5 separate regions of the Mus musculus genome follow, and all the other regions are linked to region 2. Evidence: chromatin contacts called from public Hi-C, HiChIP or PLAC-seq and Micro-C data. All regions are on one chromosome and are shown on one strand. The core of a region is the stretch at or near the end of the contact, and the rest is flanking DNA. Distances in the headings are between cores, read along the strand shown.

What was found. A called contact is a pair of places that touch in the nucleus more often than the background predicts. HiChIP or PLAC-seq counts read pairs in DNA pulled down with a chosen protein or histone mark.
Region 1: a contact with region 2 is called in a Hi-C map of cortical neurons, with 1.7 times the contacts expected there. The contact joins two enhancer-like sites. A contact is called at or near these places in 2 of 39 promoter capture datasets (cranial neural crest and frontonasal cranial neural crest), 1 of 484 Hi-C or Micro-C datasets (cortical neurons) and 8 of 115 datasets of contacts at active chromatin or transcription factors (SST interneurons, astrocytes, cardiomyocytes and 5 more).
Region 3: a Micro-C map of embryonic stem cells shows a contact between it and region 2, with 5 times the contacts expected there. The contact joins the promoter of Smap1 here to the enhancer-like site in region 2. A contact is called at or near these places in 1 of 39 promoter capture datasets (cranial neural crest), 6 of 484 Hi-C or Micro-C datasets (the G1E-ER4 cell line, embryonic stem cells, granulocyte-monocyte progenitors and 2 more), 2 of 115 datasets of contacts at active chromatin or transcription factors (fibro-adipogenic progenitors and memory CD8 T cells) and 1 of 9 other capture datasets (adipose tissue).
Region 4: a contact with region 2 is called in a Micro-C map of embryonic stem cells, with 5 times the contacts expected there. The contact joins the promoter of Fam135a here to the enhancer-like site in region 2. A contact is called at or near these places in 4 of 39 promoter capture datasets (cranial neural crest, frontonasal cranial neural crest, maxillary cranial neural crest and 1 more), 3 of 484 Hi-C or Micro-C datasets (embryonic stem cells and myocytes), 2 of 115 datasets of contacts at active chromatin or transcription factors (astrocytes and stem cell-derived neural progenitor cells) and 1 of 9 other capture datasets (liver).
Region 5: a contact with region 2 is called in an H3K4me3 HiChIP or PLAC-seq map of forebrain, with 5 times the contacts expected there. The contact joins two enhancer-like sites. A contact is called at or near these places in 2 of 39 promoter capture datasets (cranial neural crest and frontonasal cranial neural crest), 3 of 484 Hi-C or Micro-C datasets (cortical neurons and embryonic stem cells) and 3 of 115 datasets of contacts at active chromatin or transcription factors (SST interneurons, embryonic limb bud and forebrain).

The regions. Positions count from the first base shown.
Region 1 is chr1:22,614,414-22,617,214 of GRCm38.p6, forward strand. The region is part of intron 3 of Rims1 (regulating synaptic membrane exocytosis 1); the gene reads right to left. Among named protein-coding and RNA genes, the nearest start is that of Rims1, 190 kb to the right of the region's middle. Within about 2 kb of position 1,353, at least 8 of the 459 cell types and tissues checked have an H3K27ac peak or open chromatin away from gene starts, as enhancers often do. A contact at or near this core is called in SST interneurons and cortical neurons, where this site is marked.
Region 2 is chr1:23,255,473-23,258,274 of GRCm38.p6, forward strand. No RefSeq gene overlaps it. Among named protein-coding and RNA genes, the nearest start is that of Mir30a, 15 kb to the right of the region's middle. Within about 2 kb of position 1,444, at least 346 of the 459 cell types and tissues checked have an H3K27ac peak or open chromatin away from gene starts, as enhancers often do. A contact at or near this core is called in the G1E-ER4 cell line, SST interneurons, adipose tissue and 10 more, where this site is marked.
Region 3 is chr1:23,921,006-23,923,705 of GRCm38.p6, forward strand. It overlaps Smap1 (small ArfGAP 1), which reads right to left and starts at 1,376. Exons shown (of 10, transcript NM_028534.3): 1 at 1,033-1,376. The coding sequence starts at 1,150.
Region 4 is chr1:24,098,922-24,101,726 of GRCm38.p6, forward strand. It overlaps Fam135a (family with sequence similarity 135, member A), which reads right to left and starts at 1,420. Exons shown (of 21, transcript NM_026604.4): 1 at 1,140-1,420.
Region 5 is chr1:22,532,135-22,534,940 of GRCm38.p6, forward strand. Rims1 (regulating synaptic membrane exocytosis 1) reads right to left here. Exons shown (of 35, transcript NM_183018.4): 7 at 1,875-2,106; 8 at 1,265-1,340. Among named protein-coding and RNA genes, the nearest start is that of Rims1, 270 kb to the right of the region's middle. Within about 2 kb of position 1,362, at least 102 of the 459 cell types and tissues checked have an H3K27ac peak or open chromatin away from gene starts, as enhancers often do. A contact at or near this core is called in SST interneurons, cortical neurons, embryonic limb bud and 2 more, where this site is marked.

The sequences.
Region 1 (2,801 bases), core at 103-2,602, 640 kb before region 2:
GTATGAGTGTGACACAACACATTTACATACCAAAACCTCAGGTCAAGGTGTTAGCATCCCTTGGAAGTACTTATTAAATAATGAATGAAAAAACAGGTCATACACTCAAAAGGAATAAACATAAATTATTATACAAATGTGTTTTACTGACATTATAACTTTAAACAGTAAGAAAAATCAACGTGGGTTTTTCAAAATCATTGCTTATTTCTGTCATTCTTGTGGGGGAAAAAAGCCTTCATTTCCTGGGTTCCTCCCTCACTTTTCCTGTGGATATTTTAAATGCCTAGTCAAAAAGGATAAACCTCATGGTAGAATGTTCTGAAACATTTATGATATGAAGTCATTTTTAAGCTACTGGACACACAAAGGACAGTTTCATTGTACTGGCTGGTTTTGTGTAAACTTGACACATGCTGGAGTTATCAGAGTGGAAGGAGCCTCAGCTGAGAAAAGGCCTCTATGAGATCCAGCTGTAAGGCATTTTCTCAATTAGTGATCAATGAAGAAAGCCCAGCCCATGGTGGGTGGTGCCATCCCTAGGCTCAAGGTCCTGGGTTCTATAAGAAAGCAGGTGAACAAGCCATGGGGAGCAACCAGTAAGCAGCACCCCTCCATCAGCTCCTGCAGCAGCAAGGTTCCAGCTCTGCCTGAATTCCTGTCCTGACCCCTTCCAAGGATGGGATATGATCTGGAAAACAGTTCAGTCAAATGAGCCTTTTCTTCCCTATTTGAAGAAAAATATGGAGCCTGTGTTTTATTTTATGAGTCAAAGCAACTTCATGAGCAAATCTTCATAGATTTGTAGAGTTAAGAGGAGAGGGGAGTGCCATCTGGAGAAGTCAAGTGCAGCAAAGAAGCAGAGCTGAATACACCAAGGCCACTTCCTGCCTAGCACAATAGTGGGTTCTGTGTGATTGACAGGGAAAGACATTCCTATCAGAGGGCCATTTGATCTGGACACCAGAGTCAACATGCTTTCTTGGTGAAATTAAATATGGGAATTTTTTAATGGTGAGAAGCAATCCGATGCTCTGGTTTTAAATTTCACAGGAAAAAAGAAATGGTTGAGAACTAAGTCTGATATGTGGTTTGCAGTTCAAAATCCGTCACTTGGTATGAGATATATTTTTATCTCTATGAGGTTTTTTTTTTTTGGCTTGTAATTTGAATTCATCTCAGTAGAAAATTCATGTTGCATTCAGTGTTTTTCTCTTTATTCTGCTAGCAATGAATCTCAGCTTTAACCTTCAAGTATTTGTTCTGATTTCGTGGAGAGAAGTGCTTAGCTCTGGCAAGGATATGATTTGCATTTTATTTGTATGAAGAACCAATACTGATTCACACAAGAGACATTTAGAGTGACGAGAGCTGGGATACAAAGGATGAGATTTCCAGTCTAAATTATGCAGGTGCTAAAACACAGGAACAAAACAAACAGACACTAGAATGGCTGACGAAAATGGAAACGCAATTCTAGAAAGCAGACCAGGTTTAAAGAGGCACACAGAGCATTTGGTGGTGCTTTCTTCACACATGGGTTTCTTGAACACCCTTTTGAATACCCAAAAAGATATCTCCATCTTCATGCTGCCTTCTTTAAGTGTTCAATTGGCAACTACTGCCTTACACTTCTTAAAGGGAACAAGCAATAAGGATAACAACAACAACAACAAAAATGTGTTTGGTTTCTCGTCTGATCAGTAGGAGTGCTCTGTCTATTTTACACAATGGGAGGACAAGGCATGTGCCCAGTATTTGTTGAATGAGTGTTGGTAACCCTTTTAATGGGATGAAGATAGGCCAGGGAATTTCCAGTAATTCATTTTATGAGGGATTGCTGAGAAATTGAGGTACTGTTATGAGGATGTAGTCATTGATTTTCTAGACAAGGAGTTCCTTCAGGGCAGGGACCATGGTCTTCATCTCTGTAGCCCCCTTTTACCTTGATTTCAGTTGTGGCTTCTGACAGTAGATGTTCCTTCACTGCTACATAAATAATGGATGAGAGTTGCTCATGCAAGTATTTCTTTCCTCTCCATCATTCATATCTAGTGTCTGTCGGCTCTCCTGCTACTTGCTCATTCCGCTCTCATTACTTAAAGACCCTTAGCCTTATCTCTGCCTATTCAAATTTAAGCCACTCGTTTAAGCTCCATTAAACCCCAATCACCTTTGCACAACCATAGATACCATGACCATGGAATTTGAGTTTATACACCATCCACCCTGGTGTTTTAACCATTAATATATTGTGCACAAACTTCCTTCCTTTGTCCCTACTAGTCGCCTTTAAATCCTTCTCAGTTAGACTGAAAGCAGTACTCTGCAAATAGCTGATGCTAAGTGATTATTAAACTGTGTGTACGGCATCTTGAAGTTACTCTAAGATACACGTTACAGTGAGAGAGATGTATTTACATCAGCAACGTTCTGATGAAAGTTTCGTTAAGATCTTCAGATGGCTCCCTGAAAGTTACAGGGATATCTTTTAAGACACATCATTGTATTACGTATAGTAATTACACATGGGCAGTTTTTGTATCTGTTCTAGTGTTCTTGTGCTTTCCATTGCTATAAAGAGCATTAATCTTTTGGCTCATTTAGAATAAACTGAATTCTTTGTCCACATGATATTCATCCAAATAGTTGGAAATTCTTCTCTGCTGTATCTCCTCCAATTCTTCTTTGCCTTCAGGCTAAGTCATTTGTCATTTGGCTTGATTTCATATCCCTTTGCTATCCTGATAGTCACTAAAAATGCTTCAGATATCTATTCCATTACGAAAGTAGGACACCCT
Region 2 (2,802 bases), core at 194-2,693:
TTTGTGCGACTTTGTTTTAGAAATAAGATTCTCAACTGGATACTGTGATGAGCTTTTGATGCCAGCACTCAGGAGGCTGAGGGAAGAGGATATTGGGTTAAAGCAGATTGAATTACACAGAAAGGCCCCATCTCAAAACAGCAACATAACAATAAGGTTCACTTTTTAAGTCCTAAATGCAATTTTCCTTTAGGAAAAGAAAAATCATATATGCCACTAATGGTCTGGATTTTTATTAGAACAGAAACTAGCAGGTTTGAGATACCTGGTGCTCTGGCTAATTCTTTAAGAACACAGATGTCCAAGACCGCAGAAAAAGCAATTTGAGTGCTGTCTGCTTATGCATTCCGTTTTCTAATGCGAGACGCCTTACTTAACTTTAAAAATTAATAACGTTGATTAATAATGTTCCAACCTATGTGTGCAGCTCTCTTGCATGAGAGCAGTCTGGGTTTGAGGGCGGAGATCTTGCTGAACCTCACAAGCACACGTCACCTGCCTACAATGAGGGCAGTCAGGCTCCAGACCTGCCCAGGCCTACTCCCTCGCGACGCTGCCCGGCCCGACTGGACTTGCTCTGGGCGGCAGGATCAGGTCCCACCTCTGGGCTCTGAGCGGTTCGCTCTTCGAGGATCAGGGCGGGTGTGTAGCCGGAGTCGCTTCCTATTGGCCGACTTGCCGGGCGTCCGGACATCTGATTGGACGGCCCCGCCTCCCCACGGGCTGAGCTCATTGGACGGCGCCAGCCGAGGGGGCGGGGCGCGTTCCCCCCGGGTTCTTGAGCGAGCGCGCCGGGCCGCTGAGCCGGGCTGAGGCGCGGGAGCGGGGCTGCGCGGCGGGCTGCGGAGGTAGGGAGCGCGGCGGGCGGCGCGGGTGGTGAGGGCGGCGGGCCCGCGGCTGGCTGCTCGTGCCCCGCGAGCGCCCCGGGCAAGAAGAGCTCGCCGCAGTCCTTGGCGGGCGGGGACGGAGCTGCGGGCGCGCCCAGCCCTCCACTGTCCTGTCAGCCGCGGCCACCACACACACGCACACACAGACACACACATTCACACACGCGCGCGCACACACACACACACACACACACACACACACATACACACACACACACAAAGAGCGCGGCGGCGGTGCGGGGAGGCTCGCCCGGGCCCGCAGCGCTCAGGCCGCGGAGACAATGCGGCGGGCCGGACTCCGCGACGTGCGAGCCGGGAAAAGTTTGAGGCTTCTCCTCAGGCTGGGCCGAGCCGGGCCGCGGCTTTGGGGAGCCGGCTTCGGGACGGGGCCCGCGAGCTCGAGCGCCTGCGCGGCCCGAGGCGTGAGGAGAGCCTTTAATACTTTTTTTTGGAGCGGGCGGGGAGAACAAATACAAGTGCGGTCGGGCGAGAGGCGCTGGCGTGCCGCTGACGCGGGGACGGTATCCGTGGGAACCTCTCGGGGGCGAAGGCTGTCCGGGGCCTGGCGGGGGCGGGGTGGAGAGGTTAGAAGGTCGCAGAGCTGCGCTGCTTGCGACTGGCTCTGCTTGACCTTGGACCAATGATTTAACCGCTTAGATCACCTCGTGGGTGATCTCGGAGGCGACAGCCGCTCGAGTCTTGTAGCTTTGAAATGTGTCTCCGATGGAGATTTTTTTTTTTCTTTTCTTTTCTTTTTTCTCCAAGCCTCGTTGTGGTGCGGGAGTTGTGAAATGGTAGGCCGGGATATATTTATATGCACCCGGGACTCACCCTTCAGCCTTTCTCAGAAGTAACTTTTAAGTCGGGTGGCTTAAACACACCGATCCTTCCAGAGTGCAAAATAAGGTATCCATTACTTTATTTGCAATTCTTAAGACTGGTCTAGATACCCTGTTCGAAGTCCTTGAAGTCCTAGGGCCAGGACAGAACCAATCCTGAGGGTGAAGTGGCAGGTGCCCCCAGCAAGCCCTTCTCCAGGCATTTTGGAGAAGCGTGAAGTATTTATTATGCAAAGGAGAGCATAAACCAGGGCAGGCGTTTGTGTTTATGGCGTTGGTTTCTGTATCACTGGTTTCTACTGAAAAGTTTTGTTGAAGGGTGAGGTGTTGGTGGGGAGGGGTCTCCGGTGACAAGAGAAGGAGAAGAAAACTTTATTTGTAATCCAAGTAAATCTTAAAAGTAATGTTAAGTCTCCCTTGCGGGCAGGCACGGTAGCAATGCTAGTACATCTTGATCTAATTTTAATGAAGGATTGAAAATAGCCACCGTGTTCATATCACTGACGCCAAGTCAGCTCACTTACATAATCATCTTTGTTGAGATGTGTTAGTGCTGTGTATAATTTCAAAGAATAATTACAAAGTTTGTTCTGACACTGTCGTTGAACTATTATCATTTGAGATATGTAAAATAATGAAATCTTAACTTTTGGTTATCAGATAACCTACATTTTTCCATCAAAGTAAAACCAAACCTTGCTATGAACAGAACTCATGTAAATACTGCATATATATGTTATGGCAATGTATAAAGAATGTATTGGCTCTGTATGTACATGTTCAAGTACCACAGTTTTCTCACTTTGTGAGAGTGCCGCTTTTATAGCAGGTGCTCCGCTGGCTATTTTCTCCCCACCATGGAGCTTAGAAGCTTATAAACAATGCAAGTTTGTAAGTTAGATATTCAGCATATATTTGCTCACAAAAAATATCCAGTGCCCAGATAAAAATAATAAAAAGTCCACTCCACCCATTCTTAAAAAGAATTATTACCATGCTTTTCTGGAAAGAAGGGAGAGATAGCAAAGAAAAAATTTACAGAAAAATTCTTGTATCTAGCCTGAAAGTTTATGGCT
Region 3 (2,700 bases), core at 126-2,625, 670 kb after region 2:
GCCTACTGCAATGGACTCTTTTGCTCAGTGTTGAGAGAAAACAGTAAAAACTCTAGAAAAGTAGTTAAATAATGCAGAAATCTTAATCCTCGCTCACAATGGCTGTCTCTGCTCCCAGCAACTACCTATTTCCCAGAGAAAAATCAAATGTACATTTTCCTAACTACATAGAAGTAGGATTTTTAAATCTCCATTACTCTCCATGATATTACTTACATTAGAAATAAACCACATCTCCAAACAAAAACTATCAGCTAAAAATAATTTATCTATTTCAAAGGCTCAAGCAGAAACCTCCACCTGAACTAAAAATAGTGGGGTTTTTTTTTCTTCTTCTTCTTCTCAGTATCTTAAAATGCACCTTCCACATTTATGAAGTGGACAGACCAGTGTCCACAAATTCGCCAATGGGTCGTCTGGGGGAATCTAACGACTGAACTCTTTATGAACATAACACACTTTCCTTAGGACACTATAACATCCAGAATAAGAGAGTGTGAGTGTGTGTGTGTGTGTGTGTGTGTGTGTGTGTTATACATAGTATACACAAATAATGAAAACCCTATCTCGATTATGTTATGCAGTGACATCTCAAACCACCCCAAAACACTGTTCTTTTTCAGAAACAGAAGTAAACGCCCTGTGCAAGAGCTGTCAGGTGGGCAGGCAGGTAGGGCTCCATCTGGGACACCGCACCACTGGGGAAAGGGAGGACGACGCGATCTCGTGGGAGGAAGGGAGGGTCGCCAAGAGGACAGGGACCTAAGGGCGACTCCACCCACGGAGTCGCTGAGGCTGAGGCAGGAGGGCTCCCACAGCCCTATCAGCACCGCCCAGCCGGCGGCCCAAGGCGGTGGCAGCGGCGCGACGCCGGCTCCGAGCCGGAGGCTGAGGCCGCGACCTCCGTGCTAGCCGAGAGCCAGAGGCCGCCCGCCCTCCCGGGAGAGCCGGCGCGGACGAGACGCCGCGGAGGGTGGGAAGGTCACAGCCGCAGGAGGCCCCGGCCGAGCGGCCACCAAGCCCGCGCGCTACCTTTGGCCTCGCAGTCGGCGCAGTACTTGTTGTCCTCCTCCCTCAGCAGTTTGGACAGGATGAGCTGGTGCTGCTCGTTCAGCTTCTGAGCCTTCTCCCGACAGGAGCGTGTCGCCATGTCGGCGGCGGGGCGGCGGGCCCGGACGCGGGCGAGCGGACGGGCGGACGGCGCTGGCGAGGCCGGGCGGGCGAGGGCACCTGACGCCGCTGGGGCCGCGGACGGACTCGGCCCAGGAAGCGGCGGCAGCGGCGGTGGCGGCGGCGGCTGGAACCGGAGGAGGGGCGGCGGCGGCCGAGCCAGCGCCGACGTGTCCCGCCTCCTCGCCGGGCCCGCCGCACGCTCCGCCCGAGCCGGCGAGGGGCGGGGCGGGAAGAGCCGCCGCTTCCGGGAGGACGCAGCGCTGGGCGCTGCGCATGCGCCCAGCTGCCCGCGTGCCGGGAGACTCCCAAGGTGATTCCAGAGAAGCGTCTGACGCTCCCCGGGGCGAGATTCCCCACTCTTGACACCTGATCGTCGCTTGAAGCCTCTAGAGACCTGAAAGTGGAAGAATTTTTTTTTTTTACCGGGAAGCGACTTTCACAGTCTTTGCATTTTTCACAGTCTTTGCATTTGTGTACACAGCACTGGAAATGTCCAAATTATAGTTATATATATATAGTTATAATGGGTAGATGCATCCCATGTGTGTGCATCGGGAGTTTGGAAACGGTATACTAGAAGCGGATGGAATGAAATGGGGCTAAAAGTGTCTTACGTTTTAGAGGAAAATAGACATGTTTGGGGGGGAGAGGTAACGTAATAAACCCTACCTCCCTCAACAATATTGATAATCTCATATACAGGAAAATGAGGCAAAACAGTCAAGTCACTTGGCCATGCTACAAGTGGAAGAGTTAAAACCAGGCAATATACCCCGCCTAGGAAGAGGGAAAGTGATCAAAAAGTGAATTATTAAAGGGATGTCACTTTAAGAAATTGTGTGCTGCTAGGATCCCTTCCCTGGGAGAAACTTAAGCCTGTTCCTTCTCGTAAGATCCTAAAGACAAACTTAGGTATAATTCCAACAAAGTTCACCCAGGAGAACCAATGAGCTTATTAGGCTTAAAGAGCAACTGGTAAGGGGTATGGATAGGAGCATAGATGACCTTAGAATAGCCACACTGGAAGGTCTGCACATAGCAAGGATGATGGTCCTTAGGAACCTGACATGGAATTCCCTCCCTCCATCTTCCCCCAGGTATATCCTCTAGCCCCTCCCTGAGACCAGATACAAGCAGGGCAGAACCACATACAACAGTGACTGAATAGTGTGGTAGGGGTTCCCTTCCATAAGTCTCCATATACCCTCCCTATGGTGGAACATAAATAGTCAACAGGCCCAGCTGTGATGGTCCTTTGCAAGAAGGCCAAGCACAAGGCTTCTGAAACTGACAGTGTGTTTCAGAAGATGTTCCTACATAACACAATGTAAACGACATTCTTCCCTGCAAGGAAAGACAGTTTTAAAAAGGAAGACATTCTCGATGATAGCCCATCAGGTTTACTAAGGTTGAACTCAGTGAAACAGTTGGAGTGATTCGGCTTGCTGTGTAGTAAGTATGAGCAATACTATGTGTGGGCCTTATGTAAGTAGAATAAACATAGCCCTGGCCTGAGGTAGGAGAGAT
Region 4 (2,805 bases), core at 170-2,669, 840 kb after region 2:
CTATTCTTGTTCGCAAAAACTGTACGCATTTATTAAATAGAACAAGCTCAAAATGATGTAACCAACCGTAATCGTAAAACAACAAATCAATACATTTTATATAGTAATTTTTGTTAAATTTCACTTCAGATTTGTTCCTGGTCAACTGTTATTTACTGGAGCACTGACCTCTGGCAAATCTTAACTCTTTATAAATGGCCAGTTTGTTTCTCATAACATGACTGGTACATGTAATTCAAGATCCAATCAAGTGAGCTGCCATTCTTTAGAGAATTTCTGGTGAAGAAAGATGAAGAAACTGCTCTGGAAGCTTCAGTGGGGATACTAGGCATAGCCCTAGCTTGCGTAGAAAGCAGAAGAGAACAGAGGTTGTTACAACTCTTCGGGGATGTAATAAAAAGTAAAACATATGGACTGAAAAAGAGGTTCCATCCACACATATAGGAAAAAGGAGTTTTATGGCTTAAAAAACAAAACACCAACATTAAAGAACTAAAATCGGTTCGGTGGTTAGGAGCGGCTGGACCGAAAGCAATGAGGCGGGGGGACCAAAAGAGGTTAAGAGAGTGAGGGCCTCTGAAGGCAAGGCTCGACACTGGAGCAAAGAGATGCTTAAACGCAACAACAAAACGCAAAAGGCCAAAAAGCCCACCCTCCCACAAGTCAGTAACTAACAAAAGAGCTAGAACGAGGTGCCAAAGGAGAAAATAGTGCTAACAGCGAGGAAACTGATCGGCGACGGCCAAGAGGTTAACGACTGGGGATGCACAGTCGAGGGACCGAGCTGGACCGAGCGGAGAGCTCGACCGACGTCGAGGGACCCCCGGAGCCAAAGGGCGCGCGGGCGCGGGTGGAAGCGAATGAGGGTCGAAGGACCAGGCGGCGACCGTGGAGTGGGGCGGAGAGCCGGCGGGACACCGGGCACGACGAGTGGCAAGGGCCGGCCGGGGGCACCCGCCTGCGCGCCGCGCCCCTCGCGTCCCCGCCGACCTTCAGCGGGCCCAGGACCCGGCTCCGACTGAGGCCAGGGCGCCAGAGGCAGACGAGGCGAGGAGGCCACTTCCTGTCCGGCCCCGCGGGGGAGATGGACCTGGCCCGCGTCGCGGGGCCGGGAGTCGCGCGGACAGCGAGGGGCTCACCTCTCAACCGGCACGGCCTCGGCTGGCGCCTGTGCGACGGAGGAGCTCTGCGTCCGGCTGGTAGGCGTCCTTAGCCAGGTCCGCACCATCCCGCCCCGGGCCCGCTCACATCGCCATCGCAGCACCCGCAACCACCGCAAAGCCAAGAGCCGGCTCGTCTCCGGCGCTCGGCTCCCGGCCCAGAGCCGCCGGCGAGCATGCGCAGTCGCGTCGGTCCCAAGGGAACCGGGCCGCCGAGCGCTACCTGCGTTCAACAGGTCCCGGCCCGCGGCCCCGCCCCTGGGGCTCTCCCCTCCCCCTCCCGCAACGTCCCGCCTTCTCTGAGGCGAGGACCCGCCCCCTTGGGCTCCAAGTCCCGCCCCCCCAGGAGACTCAGCTGCCGCGGGCCCCCGGCGCCAACCGAGATTTGAAGATTTGTTCTCCCTTCCCGGCTCGCCCCTCCCGAGTTCCCGCGAGAACGGGAGACTTGCGTCAATAAAAAGCGCGAGCCCAGCCGGGGTGGGAGCTGGGGGTAGGGGGGGGGATAGTGTGAACCACTGGTCGAGAGTTAAAGGGCCCCAAGAGATGCGAAAGGACAGTTGAAGACTGAGGAGATTTCTCTCGAAGTCATCTACGTCTTCTCTCCTTGCTGCCATGGCTAGAGCCGACCCTCGCGCCTCTGCCAGGGCAGTGGGTCGGTGCTGCCCCAGCAGTCGCTAATGGGGCCATCCATGGTGTGGCCATGCGTGCAGCTGATCTATTAGTGTCTTGATTGATGACATCTTAAATAGAAGCTTTCAGGTCTTAAATTCCATTAACGGAAGCCCATAGTCTTTCATTGATTAACTTCATTTTCTTCTTTCCCGCTGTCCGAACAGAACATTTTTTAAAGATTTATTTACTTTACATCCTGCTCGGTTCCCCCTTCCAGATCCCCTCCCCTCCCACAGTCCTTCCCCCACTCCCCCTTCCCTTCTCTGAGTCTGTGAGGCTGGCACTTCCTATCCCACTGAGGCAGGACAAGGCAGCCCAGCTAATAAAACATATCCCACATAAATGGAGCTGCTTTGGGGATAGTAGCTCCCCTCCCCCTCCCGTTGTTGAAGACCCACATGAAGACCAAGCCACACATCAGCCACACATGCTGGAGGAAGTGGGGTTAGGTCCAGCCCGTGTATACTCTTTGGTTGGGGGTTCAGTCTCTGAGAGCCCCAAGGGTCCTGGTTAGTTGGTCTTCCTGTGGAGTTCCTATCCCCTTCAGGACTGCAATCTTTCCTCCTATTCTTCCATAAGAGGCCCCTCGCTCCATCCACTATTTGGCTGTGGGTGTCTGCTTCGGTTTGAATCATCTCCTGGGTGGAGCCTACAGAGTATCCTTATAATAGTGTCAGGGTTTGGTGCTTGCCCATGGATGGGTCTCAAGTTGGGCCACCAGCAGGACATTTTATAGCTCGTTAAAGCTTCTGTGTGTGACTCAAGCAAGGTTGGGAATTTCAGCAACAGCTGAAAATTTCCCTCAGAGCTGTAACACTTTCACACAGCTCAAGATAAAATGAATGGGGAGAACAGAACACAGCTTGTGATAAAAATGAATTAGGAGGAGAGAGTGGTGTCTCTTAGATATAATGTGAGGGAACATGATGCCACTGATAATCTGCTTGAAGATGGTTAAAAATGGCAAATATTG
Region 5 (2,806 bases), core at 112-2,611, 720 kb before region 2:
GGAGGCCAGGAATGCAGAGGGCACAGGTGCAATCTGTATCAAGAGTATGAGAAAGCAAGATTAATTTTTAAATAAAATATACTATATTTAGTCTGTAATATAGTACTGTCTAGAAGTTATAAATTATGGGAGGGTGAAACCTGAAAGAATAGCCCTACCCAAATACAAACACATTGCTAAACTCACAGAAAACCCAATACTATCAGAAGGAAGTTAGTTACCACCAAAGTTAGAACTGTAGTCAGCTTTATCTGAATGAACAGCATTACAATGCGAATACCAGCCGCCAAGAGATTTGTGTGATTATAATTTTAAACTGAAGCATTTCCTAGACCAGCACTTTTTAATACTTTTTGAACATTTGAATTATAGTTGGTGAGATTAAGGAAGTGAATGGTTAAATTTATTTAACTTCAGTTAATTTAAGCCTAAATAGTTATACATGACTATAAGACTGAAAAATACTGACTTAGAGGGAAACGCCTATCATACTGTCTCAGTTACTTTGGAATGTGAATTTCATACCTCAAAATTACTATGCAAAACATAATATCATGTAATAACTCAAATAATATCATTTAGAATATATTCACAAATTTCAAGAAGGATCAATTTTTAAATCGAAAACTGTGCCTTTAGAAATTGAATATGTACAAAGAAGTTCTTTATATATAGTTGTCTATGGTATAAACAACTCATTTACATGCACAGTTGAGTTTTCTAGAAAACAAGTTATTCCCCGACAAATGCACACCAAAATAGTAACTTCAAAACGTTAAGATTGCACCTCTCAGTTCCCTGAATGACAGACAGGAAGCAAAATCAGTAAGAAACTTCTCACTCAAAACTGGAGCTGGCAGTGGCGGTTTGTTAAATACATTAAAAATAAATAAATAAATAAACAAACAAACAAACAAAAAAGTACAACCTTCCACAGTCTGCATTCCTACCCGAGTTCACCTCTAATCTTGGAACACAAACATCTTCACCTGCATCTCTGACCTCAGCACGTGGACCTCAAAAGCCAGTAGACTTGTGTCCACCGGAGGCCACGCGCCTCTAAGTGCGGCTCACAGGCATGCCTGAAGGGGGATGGAGGCGCCTGTGCGTCTGGTACGCAGGGACCTCGGAGCGCAGCATCTCTGCTGCAAACGTCCGGGAACATCACTCCCGCGCAGGTGCGCCTGGCACAGCGGTCCCCCAGCCCAGCATCTCCCGGCAGGCAGGCACTGGGCGCGCATCTCCACCTCCGAGCCGCGCTCACCTTTCTCGCTCACGCTCTCGCTCTCCAGCTCCACGTCCTCGCAGCTCGTGTACTCCGGCGTGGACACGCCCTCCTCCTCGGAGCTGCTCACCGACATCTGACGCCTCTTGCCTCCCCGCTTGGGCCGGTGTGGCTTGGGCGGGGATGGCCGCACCGACTCGGACTGATCGGAGCTCAGCGAGTCGTTCCGCAGCATGCTTTCCGCTTTCTCGCGCTTGGCCTTGCGCAGGAGCACAGCCGAGCCGGGGTCCAGGCGGCCCTGCTTACGGAGCGGCTCGGGGACGCGCGGTTCGGGCGGCTCTGCCGGACCCGGGGCTGGCCGCGGCGGCGGCGGCCCGTGCTCCGCGGGAGGCTGGGCAGCGGGCGCGCGTGCGCGCGGGGACTCCGGGGGAGAGACCCTGGCGGTGGTCTGCGCGCGCTTGCCCGCCGTGGTCTCGGCTGACACAGCGGCGGCAGCCTCGGTGTGCGGGAGCGCCACGTCGCTGTGGCGCCGCTCGTGCCTCGCTCGGGACACCCGGGCGTGCATGCGCATCTGCTGTTCCTCCAGCGGCGCCTTCACCGGGTAGCGAGCCAGGTTCGGGTCGCTGCGGTACCTAGTCTGATACTCCTCCTCCTTCCTCTGCTTTTCGTCTTCAGCCACCCTGCCATCCTCGCGTTTCTCGAGCCGGTCCGGGTAGTCCTGAGAGCGCCCTTTCTCCAGCCTGCGGGTTTCCCGCCTCTCCTTCCTCTCCCGTTCATCCGCGGTCCCTTCCCCGGGTTGCACCACAGACTTGGGGACACGTTTGCGCTCACTCTTCTGGCCTCCCTTGCCATTCTGCTCTGAAAGCCCTGGAGCCTTCTTCCTGTGATGCGCAGAGAACAGTTGATAAAATTTAAACAGCACACCAAGAAACATTCTTGTCTCAACATTCAAGCCCTAAATCAATTATTTCATATAATTAGTTCGAATCCCATGTCTACTTAAAATTTGAAGTCAAGAACCAGGTTAAATTTATGTACCAATTAAGATTGAAAAAGTGACCCTTTGCATTACAATAGAATCAAAAACTCCTTTTCACCTTTTAAAGTTTGAATTTAAATAAAAAGTTTTAATTCAATAGGAACAGTTTATGCTTGCATTCTTATGACTGAAAATATTTCACACAGAAATAATAGGTCAATAATAACATAAGATCTAAAGACGAGCTTACAGCAGCAAACGTTGCTTACATCACTACAAGATCAAATGTGTTTTCCATGCATGTATACTATGAACACTGCGTACTTATGATTCCTGATTATCAAGAAAACCTTTAGAATTACATGCGTGCTCACTTCAGAAATCAAATCTCTGATAACAGCAAACTAATTTTGATGTGATTATGCCTAAGCCCTTTTTATCATATTGTTAATCAGAAAACAATGTCTAAACCATACCTTATATTTTAACTTGCTCAAGTCACATCAATAGAAACACTGATATTTGTGTGTGCGTTTGTTTGTTACAGTACTAGGACTCAAAGCCAAAGCTGTGTGCATGCATGCCAGGCAGCCCCCTCTACC